Regions from separate parts of the Mus musculus genome. Here region 2 is linked to region 1. Evidence: chromatin contacts called from public HiChIP or PLAC-seq data. All regions are on one chromosome and are shown on one strand. Each heading gives the region's core, a stretch centred on a gene start, on an enhancer-like site or on the middle of the called end of the contact. The rest is flanking DNA. Distances are from core to core; before and after follow the strand shown. Region 1 holds the start of 1700016P04Rik (RIKEN cDNA 1700016P04 gene). Region 2 holds the start of 1110019D14Rik (RIKEN cDNA 1110019D14 gene).

Region 1 (6,309 bases), core at 115-2,614:
TGGGTGACATCTTTAAGGAGGAGAATGGAGTTGAGACCCATAGTGGGAGAAATCTAGGGTAAAAGGCATACCTACAAAGAGGAATGCTCACTTGGATCCAGAGTACCAGTAAACTTCTTTTTCATGGGCATAAACCCTAGGATCTCTAGACTTTTACTACTACTACTAGAAAATCTTTAAAGTGGACACAGCAGAATGAAGGGTGGGGAATCTACCATCACAGAGTCCAGAGAAAATAGAGTGTTTCTTATACTTGCTTCCCATTTAAGATGGTTTTGGGCTTTCAAAGAAAACAGCATTAAAGAGCGTTTACTGGTTTGTTTTTGTTTTCCGTTCCCTATCTTCACTGAAACTATTTGCTAACCACATGAAGTTTGGAGAGAAACATGATATTGTGGTGTTTTTGATGGAAGGAAATGACAAAAATGACCGACCAACAAGAACTCAGAAAGTTGATGACTTTTGAGGGAGGAAATAAAACTTGTACAACAAAAGGCAAAGAAGGCCTGCAGTACGGGTACTGCAGAGACTGTGTTAGAGGGAGCATTTGAGTCTGGGAGTTGTAGACCAGCTGAACCAGCTTACCAAGACCTTTTTTTTTTTTTTCAAACAAAGAGAATTACATTCTAGTGCTGATAGAAGTGGACATGAAATAACATACTAGTGACTTTTTTCATGAAAGATGAGGAAATTTTAGTATGTGTTTGAAGGGGAGGGCCAGCAGCTTCTTATTCTGATATGAACAGCTCCTGCGGAGTAAAAGGAGTAAATAAAAGAAAAAGAATATTGAGATTAAGTGAGAAAAGTGAGAAGTGAGCTTTTCCAGTCTAGAAGTTTCTATGAGCATTTACCATGTAGAACCCTGTGCTGGGCTTTAAGATTTGGTAGTATGGAATCCCTTTCTTTGGGGAATTTACATTTAATGGAAAATGCCCAAGATGACCAGGTAAAAATAGAAAAAGCATAATCACATGATGTTTTTCAGAACTCTTTGTAATACTTAGACTGGGGGGTGGAGAAGATCTGAGCTGGAGGCTGTCATAACTTAGGTTTGTCAAATGATCACATGGATTTGTTCAGGCATTTACGCTGGTGAACAGGATGTCCAATTGAGGAAAGGAAAATATACAATAGGAATTGGCACTCAGCCCATGTGGAAAGTAAAAAAGATGTGGGCCTGTACTTCTCCAATGGAGATCTTAAGTTAGATTTCTGTGAAGGGATAAGAGGCCAAAGTGTGATCCCTGTGGGTGGTCCCTGAGACTGTAGAGGGAGAGGAATAAACAAGATATGCTGTGATGATGCAATAAGGGCTTGTCTGTGTCACAATATGATCAAAACCAGCAGGCTGGGTGCAGGGCAGCGGTCGGAGTGGATGGCCCAGGAAAGTAAGACCATAGCATGTAAGATCTTGCTCATCCACAGATATCACTATATACAGCAATTCTGATTCTTCAAACATCGTCTCCACAGAGCTGTTCATCCTGTGGCATGCTTAGCTGTTTCCACACTGCTTTGCAATGAAGATTCATTACTGTATCTTAATGTTTCTCTTTCTGGGCCTGTTGTTAAACTCAGGTAAGACCTTCATAATAGACAAGAGTATTAGCTAGTGAGAACAATGTGTGAAGTAATGTGTTCATAACCAGCAATGTGTCTCAGTATATTCTCAATGCATATTTGGTTCGAAAGAATTACGAAATGGATGAGTTCATTTCTATACAAGTAGCTACTTGAAAGTGGAGTAGAATCTGAAGAACTTTTTCCTTCATACAAACATTCTCATCTCAGTTCTAGGGGTAGATTTATATATTTACAAGGAAGGGAATTAGGAACTTATTTCCTTTATATTTGTTTTGGTTTGGTGTTAGTGCCTCTTTTTTAAAAGATGTTAATTTTAAAATATTGTATGCATATGTGTCTTGTGGAAAGCAGGGTTGCTACAAGCATGAGTGCCTGAAGAGACCAGCAGAGGGTGCTAAGTCCCTGGAGCAGGAGTCCCAAGGCCTTTGTGAACCTCCAGTTGTAGGTGCTAGGAGTCAGACTCAGATTCTCTTCATCATGAGCAGTATAGGCCTTTAACCACTGAGCCATCCCCAGCCTGATAGTGCCCCTCTTACAGTCTATACACTCAGTAATTTCTCCTTTCATTTCAGAATATCTTCAGCCAGATGGAACATGATTCATTATTATTATTGTTGTTATTATTATTATTATTACTATTATTATTCATGACTTATGTGTATATATAGATAGATAATGTATAGAGACACCTGTAACAATAATAGTTAAGAAGTTAGATACTATGAATTTGAGAATTATGAGAGGGCAAAGGAAGAATTGAAGGGAGGAGAGAGGAAGGGAAAATGATAAATATATTCAGATATAAAATTATCAAAAATAAAATATACCCAACAAAATTAAAAAGCTATTTGAAAAAAATGACTCTGAACTTATTAAGTCTTAAAGCATCAAGTCCCCAAGAAGTAATAAATGTTTGATAAGATTAAGAACAGAAAGGAAGAAATGGAGGTATGTGATATTCAAATGCTTTAAAGAGTGATGTCTTAGTGAGAAGAGGCAAGTGTGAGTGGGGGCACATGAGTGAACAGGCTCCTAAGTGACTTAGGAGATGAGCCAGTTTTCAGGAATGACAACTCTGTGGTGACAAGGAGATGCCCAGGTGTTAATAACCTAGCACAGATATGAAGATGCTGTAGCTATGGATAAACATGGCAGAACTTTCCAAAAAACACAGACATTTCAAGTTATATGAATGCACAACTACTGTCAAGATCCTTCTACCTCTGTCCTTTCTCTGTCTCTTGGGTGTCTTGTGCCCTGTTTGTGATGGTGAAAATAAAAGGCTCTGTGTTAGTGGAGGGGAAAGGCAATTCAGAAGTCATCCATTCCAGCTTTTCCTTTTCTAGTCTTTTCTTCTTTCCTCCTCCTCATCTTCATACTTCTTGTCTCTTTATGTCTCTCTTTGTGTGTCTCTCTTTTTCCTTCTTTCTCTCTTCTATGCCTAGATATACAAGAGAGTTTGAAAACTACATAAAATAATATTTTTGGAAGGGAAGAATTATCAAGAAGACTCAAACCAAAAAGCAGACTTAGAAAACAGTAACTTCAAAGGGTAATGATGGACTAGATGCGGCGGCTCCACATTGAAGAGTACTTCTTTCCTGCTCTTCCAGAAGACTTGAATACAGCTCTGAATACAGCTCATATAGAGAACTTCCATTGAACAATTCACAACCACTTGTAACTTCAAAACCTTCTTCTGGCCTCTTCAAGTGCTGCAACACATGATGCACATACAAACACACACACACACACACACACACAAATTAAGATACATAAATGAACTTAGAGTGGTGGTGATTCAACATCTCAAAATAGTCTCTGATTGAAGTATATGAAAGGAAAACATAGAAGCCCTGGCTATGGATTTCAAGCCACTTTCTCAGAAAGATACCTGAGCTTTATGTACAGTGACCCTCACCTACCTAGAATGACAGAACTTTCAACATGGTATCATGTTCAGCTCTGAATGTTCAGTGATGACCATGCATGCTTACCCAGTGATGCTGGGCTTATTCAGTTTACAAGCAGGCCATTAATTCTCTACACCAAATCAAACTACAAACCATGTCACTGGCTTTTTAAACATGTGTTCATGTCACTTTAACAACTGTGTTGTCACTGTGATAAATTCTTATTTCCCATAGAACTTTATTTTGAAACCACTGCTAAAACTTTGTGACCAAATATTTTCCAAGAATGTTGTTGTTTATGTTTGATTTTAGGAAGTGAAGATATTCCCGAAGTCAACAGTACCCTGGACTGTAAAAATCAAACGCTGTGTAGTTCGGAGAATACAAATGGAGACTGCTCTGATGTTCAGAAAGTGGGGCTGTGTGTCTTACGTCTTAGTCAAACTCCTCAGCAACAGACCTAAAGAAATTGGGTACAAGGAATGCAAGAGGATCACCTCCTTTGATGCATTAAATTAGGAAATATATTTTTCTGTCCTTTATTGCCTAAGTGACATACACATGTATTTATTGACAGTTTAGAGAAAGGTTTATCCAGGAATACCAATGACAAACCGAGAACCTCCATGGTTTCTTTAATTTCAACAGGTCGAGAAATTGTTGAGAAACCAAAGACTTCCCTGCTTGTGGTGCTGGGGAGATTTGGGGCAGGGGGAATGGGAAAGGGGATATTAGAGAAGAAAACTACAGTCTGTGGTGTGTGCAGGAGCTAGAGAGACCAGGGCAATGGGAATAGTCATTTTTCACTCCAAGATTTTCAGATGCAGATAAAATTAACTTAGCTTTCTAATAGGCTTTGTTGTTATAATCCTTTTGAGTTACACAGCAATACTTGCTTCACGTCCTGCAATTCCTTCTCTAACAAGCCACACAAGGCAGAAAAGATCTTCTGAAGGAACGTACCCCTGAGCCCCATCCCTGGCATTGTTCCAGTGCCTACAATAGCTATCCCTGCTAACTGAAGTCCGGTAGCATAACCCCCAGCTTTCCTCTGAAATGAATACCACTGCTCACTTTATTTTCTTCAGATACCACATGATTGTACACTCTACCTTGCTCAAAAAAGGTAGGATTTTCATCGGGAAGGTTTTGCATCTTCAAATAGGAAGCTAGTTGCAGGACAGTGAAGTTTTGGTTTGGGGGGGGGCGTTGTTTTTGTTTGTTTGTTTGTTTGTTTGTTGACATGAATAACTTCGGGCCAATGTATATGTCAACTAGTCAGCACTCAGTCTCCAAACTAATGAAATTTTTGGAAAAGATCACAGGCATGTGCAGAGCTTAGATGGAGAGCTGGGGAGCCCAGGAGACCCCAAGAAAAAGGGGAAGGCTTAAACAGGTACTCACCTGAATCTCCAGTTCAGGTGATTTCCAGAGGGAAAAAGAAAGTTTCTGAATTATGCAAGGGATGCAGGCAGAAAGAATAACAAGGTAAAACAATGAAAACAATGGCAGCTCTTGTTTATTTATCGAGCAGCTGGGGATGAATTCAGGGCCCTATGTATACAAAGAATTTCCCACCAATTTATGTCCACAAAACTCTCCTGTCTTATACTATTACTAGGGCTCAGGGCAGCCTAGCAGTGGTAATACCACTAGTGGAACATGTATAGAGAAAGACATGTTAAGAATTCAAGGCAGCAAGTGCAGCCCCTACTCGGGGGGGGGGGGGGGGAGGATGCAGCTGGCCTCTATAAGGATTCTGCACCCTCACTTTTCTCTTCTTCTGCTGAAGCAATCTCAGATCTTTTGTAGTACTACTGGAATTCCCAGGATATGTCTGTAACAAATTCTACTTTCCACTGCTAACCCTAATGCTCTCCACCTGGGCTAGTTGGCTTCCTGCTATCTTTCATGGCCAGTATTGAACCTCAGGGAGTCAGGTTCACTTGTTCAGAAAGTAATGAATATTTGGCTTTGGACTTTCTCTCCCTCTCTTCCCTCTCTCTCCTCTCCCCCCTCTCTTCCCTCTCTCCCTCTCTCCCCTCTCTCCCCTCTCTCCCCTCTCTCCCCTCTCTCCCCTCTCTCCCCTCTCTCCCTCTCCCTCCCCCCTCTCCCCCCCTCTCTCTCGCTCGCTCGCTTGCTGTGTGTCTGTCTCTCTCTCTCTCTCTCTCTCTCTCTCTCTCTCTCTCTCTCTCTCTCTCTCTCTCTGACACTGCACCAGGCTATGAAAGATAAAGAGTCTGGTGCCACCCAGTTTCCTGCTGGTACAGAGGAGCCCAAGTTAGCCAGCCTCCAGTTTCTACACAATCTTTTGGCTTATGGAAATTATAGCCCCAGATGGTTTCCCAATATCCTGTATGTTTTCGAAAGGCTGCACTGCAGATATAAAGGTTAATGTTCATGCATCTGGCTGCTGTAGTTGGGGCATCTCTGCTTTCTTTCTCTAATCTGTGTGCCTTCCTCCAAATGCCCAGGTTTGGCTACTTTAGTTTTCTGATGAGTCTTCTAGTCTTCAGCTTGCTTTCAAAGTAAATCTTCATTTCCCCACTATTGGGCAGGAGGCAATGCCACATTGAGATGCTAGAGTTATTCTTCTATCATCCACTAAAGGAGTTCAAGGTTGGAAAGATATGCAAAGCCAGGTTTATTCAAAGTGAGAATGAGAAAGCAAGATCGTGTAGAAAGGAAGAAATATCTGCATGCCTTCTGGAGGATGAGAGTGGTTTTCTGTGGGTGAGGGGCAACATAGTTGTAGCAAGGTAAGCTTTTTCCCATGGCCCCTCCCAATACTTTTACCAATCGAAAATAGGAA
Region 2 (6,257 bases), core at 854-3,353, 460 kb after region 1:
CAGTTTGAGTAGTTTTTCTTGAAACTATAACATTCTAATTTAAATTCTAGCCAGAATATTTGTCCTGGGCCCAAAAATGTGAATTAAAAATCTCTGTAATCTATTGGTTTGGGGACTCTTGGAATTACTAGGGCAAAGAGGGTACACCTTTTTAGCTGGTGTACAAATCAAAACACTTCCTTTCCTATTTGTGGATTTTCTATCAGAATCCTCGTCTATCTCAAAGATGCCCATTTCTTGCCCATGGTGATCCTTTAAGGTAACATAACCAGTCCCTTTTCACTCAGATTATAAATAATTAGCTCATAGATACAAGCAGACCAAAACAATAGGTGAACTGATGGCATAATGGCTATGTATTTGATACAATACATCTCACAAGGAGAAGATACTCAATGTAAAGTTATCTTTTAACAAATATTTTCTCTATTTTAGTATTAGATATGTTTAGTACATTTTTATTAAACTTTTTCTCAGAGATAAAAGTTTTTGGCTAAGATCTAAGTACAATATCAACTTGCGAGATAAAAACAGAAGCATTAAAAAAAAAGAAAACCAGTAACAACAATAAAACAAATCCAAAACCCACCCCAACCGGTTCTCTGAGAGAGTGAGAGTGAGAGTGAGAGAGAGAGATCCCCAGAATGCAAGAGGCAGTGATTATAACAATATAGATTTACTAGATTCTGAACAAATACTTCCATCTTCCAATTCCATGTGCTCTGACAACTTGAAAGTATGAAATAATACTTTTGCAAACTTAAGCCCTCTCACTTTGGCCCCTTCCCAAGCAGCAAATACAAGTTATGGGCCACATTATTAGTGCACTCTTTGTTGTTAAGAGCCGCCCTCCACTCCCATCTGCCCTCCACTCCCATCTGCCCCCATTGTAGAAGAAACAAGTATGAACGTGAAAGCATCTCTTAACTGAGAGTGTTAACTCTCAGCTAACTGTAACCCTCTTGCTGAGAACGGGAGAGATCAAATCTTGGGGTCGGCCTCAACAGAACAATGGTTTTCAGCACACTGGTCAGGGTGCAGTCTAATTCAGAAGAGTCCTTCAGAGTCACATCTGTCCATTTCGCTTTCTTGCGTATATCCCCAAGCAAGCACAGATGCCGGTAATGCTGAGAACCACACCTAATAAGAGTGCAATCGCGTCTCCAGCTTCCACTGCTTCAACAACAGGCAGGATCAAAAGCAGCGAAGCGAGGACTAAGATCAATTGCGTTGAAACTGAATTCATGATGCTAGGATCTGGAGGGCTGAACTTGCCTAGAAGTTAAACACCGAACAAAAGAAACTGTTAAAAAAAAAAGCCTTATTTTTTTTTTTTTGAATGACAATATTAATATAAAACAATCTTTTAGACTGGAATTTGTGAATCATTTCAGATGTCAGTTTAAGATGACAAAACTAAAGACAGTCATTTTAGGTTATCATTAGAAAAGAGAGGGAAAAATGCATAAGATACTTGCCAAATAAAATACCCTAACAGGTAAAAGTCACATTTTATTAGCATGTCTCTTATCTAGAAAATTCAACACAACACGTGACTCTGTGAAGTTGTAAGGAATTAATAAGACTTACCGAAACAAGGGTATAAGTAATTCTACCCAACGTGAAATATTCTCTTTGGAACTTCCGGATGCTGAGGCTAAGAGGTTACTCGTGACACAGCCTATTTTAAAGAGGAAGCTAGAGTCAGTGAGAAACGAACAGCAAGGACAGAAATTGGTAACGAGTACAGAAAACACTCCCTAACAGTTCCTTCAAAAAGAGACTACTAGATTTAAAGTTAGTTCTCACACACAGATTGCTAAATGAAACCAAGCCGAGAAGCAAATTCATCCCAAGATCTAACATAAAGATCTGGAATTCCTTCGCCCTGGGAGGGTGCAAATTTGTTGGGTTGTGCAAGTACACTAGGAGAATCAATCCTGGAATCCCCGGGAGCGGAGTTTGTACCTTACCGGACCGAAAGCAGCCATTACAGGAATGGAGAGCAGGGCGGTGTCGCCAGACTACATTTCCCACAAGCCCTGCTGCCTACTCCCGTCATGCACAGCGCGCTCTGGGATCCCTGACTGAGGGATAGACCACAGGCTGCTTGTTGTTCGGGTTTCACAAGTTTGCCCTCTGGTTTTACTGTTAAAGAGAGGGTGAGTGTTCAAGAAAAGGTTTAGTGAATTCGTAGGACTAACGAAACAACAATACGTGTTTTCTGCCCTGTAAAGGAATTCTAGCCGCATGAATATGTCTTGTTAGTACTCTGAAATAAGGAAGTAACCGTGGGAGAGGGTAGCTGAGGGAAGCCATCTGTTTGGGAATGTTTCAAACCTGGGGCCTTCCAACATTTCTGCAGCAGAAAATCCCCGTTATCATTTTCCAAATGTGCCTAATGACATTTGCTAATTTTTTAAAACTAACGGGGAAAATAAGCACATTTAATCAGAAAGTTTGGAAAATATTGAATCATTTGTGGTGCAAATCAGGTTTAGAAAATATGGTTTCAGCCCTATACACAGATCTTTTCCGATTCGAATTCTTGTCTTTTTCAGAATGTTCACTCTCCACAGCCTCCCAATATTTTAAGATGCCAAGTTTAGTACTCAAAACCATTATAAGTATTATTCACATGCATCTGTAAGCATTAACTTTGAAAAGTTCTTGAAGTCTTGTTACCTGGGATATCCATACTAAATGTTCCTTCTGGCCCGAGCACTTTCATACTTACTGACAATTTGTCATCTTCTCATTGTAAGTTACTCACGGTGCTGAGTTAGAGGTGCCCGGACTTGTCCTGATAAAAATCATGCGAATACTGTGGGCACACTCAGTTGAGTGTCTATAATCAGCTTGTATTCTTGTGTTGTTGGTTCTCCTTTTAAACACAGTTGTATCTCTCTGACGGTAATGATTTATACTTCTGCTTCCCAAAAGACGTTTGGCAGGAACTTCAGCGACATTAGCTAGGAACAATAATTTGATGAAATAAATGTGCCAAGATTTTACAGGAGCTTCACAGAGGTGGTGAACACATTAAAGCAAGTTGTGTCTGATAGATTGACAGTGTTGTTTTTCTAAAGTTAATTATTTTAACAAATTCACTCTAATTGCACTTGTCTTATGTTGCTTTTGGCTTTGTATCTTTCCTATCAATTAGTTTTGGAATAGGACCTCTTGCTTTTATGACTTCCAAAATATCCTCCTACATTCCAGTGTTTTCATTTGGGAGGTTTTATTTTTCCTTATGTATTTGTTTCAGCTAGTGGAAGTCTGCAGACTAAAGTTAGTGCTTGTACACTTTTCTGTTCCTGAGTCTGTAAAGTGTCTTGCTTAAGCTTTAAGTTTGCAGAGTCTATGCATGGTAAAAATGTTCATCTTTTCAATTATTGTAGTTAGAAATTAACTAATGACTTGGTCTATCTGTAAAACCGTGGTACAAATTGGTGTAGGGATATTTTGGGCTCAAATATAGTTTTAAACTGAAATCTGTTGCATTTTGCTAATTAGGTTCTCTCCGTATTGGAAATCCAAGGAAATGCTTTTACAACAGCACTTTTAGGTTAGAGGCTATTATAATTCTATTTTTTCCTCATTCTATTCTAACTAGTCTGTTTTTCTTTTAATAGTAATTTATTCCTTTACTTTAAAACAACGGTTCCACCATACTAGACAAACTTTCAGGTTACTTGTCAAGATGCAAATCTCAGAACTACTCTCCTTACCTCTGAGGGGGTTCCACCACTCACATACTCTTTCCATTCCATGCACATTTAATGCTCGACTGTTTAATACAAAAGCTAATTTGTTTTCCTCTATTGACATTTTGCTCTTGCTGTTTTCTCTGCCAGTAATACTTTCCGACAGATTTGTCATAGTTATTCTTAGCATCATCCAGGGTTTAGAGCTTTGTTCAAGCTTCCCTTTCCATCTTAGTTAAAACAAAAACACAAAATTAACACACTCTACTATTATATTATGTAGATAAACACATTCAAGTAGAAATTCTATGTGAGGTAGAAATATTTTCATCTCGTTCATGGTTGATTTTTCACCTAGTAGAACAGTACCCTGTATGCTAGATACTTAGTAGATATCTTGTAAATGAATGAATAAGGGTAGTACAATACAGGATGGTATTACTGTTGTTACTTTTTCTGTTCATAGTACAAAGTATCTTACAAGCAAGAAGTTTGCTTTTGGACAAATTTATGAAGATGCTTAATATGTTATTTTGAATCTTCATTCAAAGTTGATTATCAAAAATTTTTCCTATAATAAAATATAAAAATCTTTCTTATTAATAATAAGACTTCTGTGAGAGTATAAGATGCAATTGAATCTAAAACAAGATCCTAAATATAATGCTTTATACTTATTTTCTCTGCCCAGATTTGTAAAATATATTCATTGAGGCCACCTAGATGACTACACTAAACATTTTGAGATACAGAATCCAGAATTTAGTTTCTCAATTCAGAAATCTAAGTTAATGGCATTTCCACTAAAATAAAGACTCCTGTTAGCCAGTGATAGGGACAAAGAATACTGTGGAAGCCACTGATCTCAGCAGTTGAAAGTAAATTTCCCAATCAGCCATTACTAAGAAACAATATTAAAGAAAGAAGAAGTGGTTTGTGCTGATTTTATAACCATTAGAAATGAGTCACCAATGGGCCCGGAAGGGAAGGCACCTCTGGGATCTATCAGAGGAGGCACAATGTGCCTACAGGAGAATTTTGCAGTGAATCGTGGGTGTCAGGGAATTCATAAAACCCAGACTTCCTCATTAGCAGTTGAGCCAAACCAAGTGAGTGGAAATATGTTAGTTAAATTTCACAATTAAAAAGGACTAACCCAGAGCTAGTCAGTATTTCTCATCAATAATGGATATTTGACAGTGAGAACATTGTGTTAGGATAATTAATCATTAGAGTAACCAGATAGGATGTTACATTTTCTACAACTATGCAGTTGGTCAAAATAGAACAAATGAACAAACTTCAGTACCTGCTGACCCTAAATTCCTCTTGTAGTATTATTTTATAGAGGATATGAAAGCTAAATAGTCATTGATGTTGAACTCTCAGCTCCTCTTGCACCATGCCTGCCTGGATGCTGCCTTGCTCCTTTATTGATGATAATGGACTGAACTTCTGAACCTGTAAGCCTGCCCCAATTTAATGTCCTTATAAGAGTTGCTTTGGTCATGTTGTTTGATCACAGCAGTAAAAACCTTACTAAGACAGTCATTTTGTATGTAGATCCAGGTGTCATCTAGATTCCTGGAGGATGTGGTCCTATCTCATCAATGAATTATGGTAAGGTGGGAATCAAGTTGGCAACATGATGCAATCAACATTCACCTGGCAAGGGATTCTCAGTGAGAGGTTGTCCAAATTAGGTTGTCTGTGGGCATGCCTCTGAGAGATATTCTTAACTTGGTTAGAAATGAGAATTTTTGCTCTAAATGTGTGCTCCCACTATTTTATGGTATGGGCTTGAAGTGAATGATAAGAAGAAAGCAAGTTTAGCATTGACAAGCACCCATTCATTCACACACTCTCCTTCCTCTTGAACGTGAATTTGAGTAGCTGCTTCAGGTTCTTACTAGCTTGATTTCCCTGAACAATGAACTATAACCTGGAAGTGTGAGCTGAAATAAACTCCTTTGATCCCAAGTTGCTTTTGAGTAATTATGAGCATTTTATCATAGCAACAGGAAGTGAAACTAGGATACAGTTACATTTATAACCTTATGTTGTCAAGGAAGAGAGGGCATCTCCATCAATAACAGTGGCAGACTTAAATTTTATTTAAATTCATGGGTTCCTAATTCAGAACGCCTATGTGAGAGAAACTGATAGTTTCTTGAGGTGAGAGATTATATAGCATTTTATCTACAATAATGAACTGATAGACTTTGAAGACCATCACTACTTGTCACAAAACTCACCTCTCTCATTTATCTAGAAACACAAATTATCTAGCTTCTTACTATGATTTAAATTTTTATTGATACATATTTATATATACACCTAATGAGGGCACATTATATATATATATATATATATATATATATATATATATATATATATATATATATATATAAAAATATATGAATGGTAGTGCTTTTATTTATTTTGACTATGAACTCATTAGTTCGATTGTTGAGCTACATGATAGTTTTGTTTTCAAGTTTTAAAGTCCCCCCATACTGTTTTCCATAATGGCTATACTAATTCACCTCA

Evidence for each region. HiChIP or PLAC-seq counts read pairs in DNA pulled down with a chosen protein or histone mark.
Region 2: a contact with region 1 is called in an H3K4me3 HiChIP or PLAC-seq map of embryonic stem cells, with 5 times the contacts expected there. The contact joins the promoter of 1110019D14Rik here to the promoter of 1700016P04Rik in region 1. A contact is called at or near these places in 1 of 39 promoter capture datasets (liver) and 3 of 115 datasets of contacts at active chromatin or transcription factors (all in embryonic stem cells).

What each region holds. Positions count from the first base shown.
Region 1 is chr6:13,411,973-13,418,281 of GRCm38.p6, forward strand. It overlaps 1700016P04Rik (RIKEN cDNA 1700016P04 gene), which reads left to right and starts at 1,365. Exons shown (of 2, transcript NR_038149.1): 1 at 1,365-1,578; 2 at 3,810-4,024.
Region 2 is chr6:13,869,466-13,875,722 of GRCm38.p6, forward strand. It overlaps 1110019D14Rik (RIKEN cDNA 1110019D14 gene), which reads left to right and starts at 2,104. Exons shown (of 3, transcript NR_045995.1): 1 at 2,104-2,162. It overlaps 2610001J05Rik (RIKEN cDNA 2610001J05 gene), which reads right to left and starts at 2,053. Exons shown (of 3, transcript NM_001352887.1): 1 at 1,974-2,053; 2 at 1,591-1,681; 3 at 1-1,275. The coding sequence starts at 1,246. The coding sequence ends at 1,067.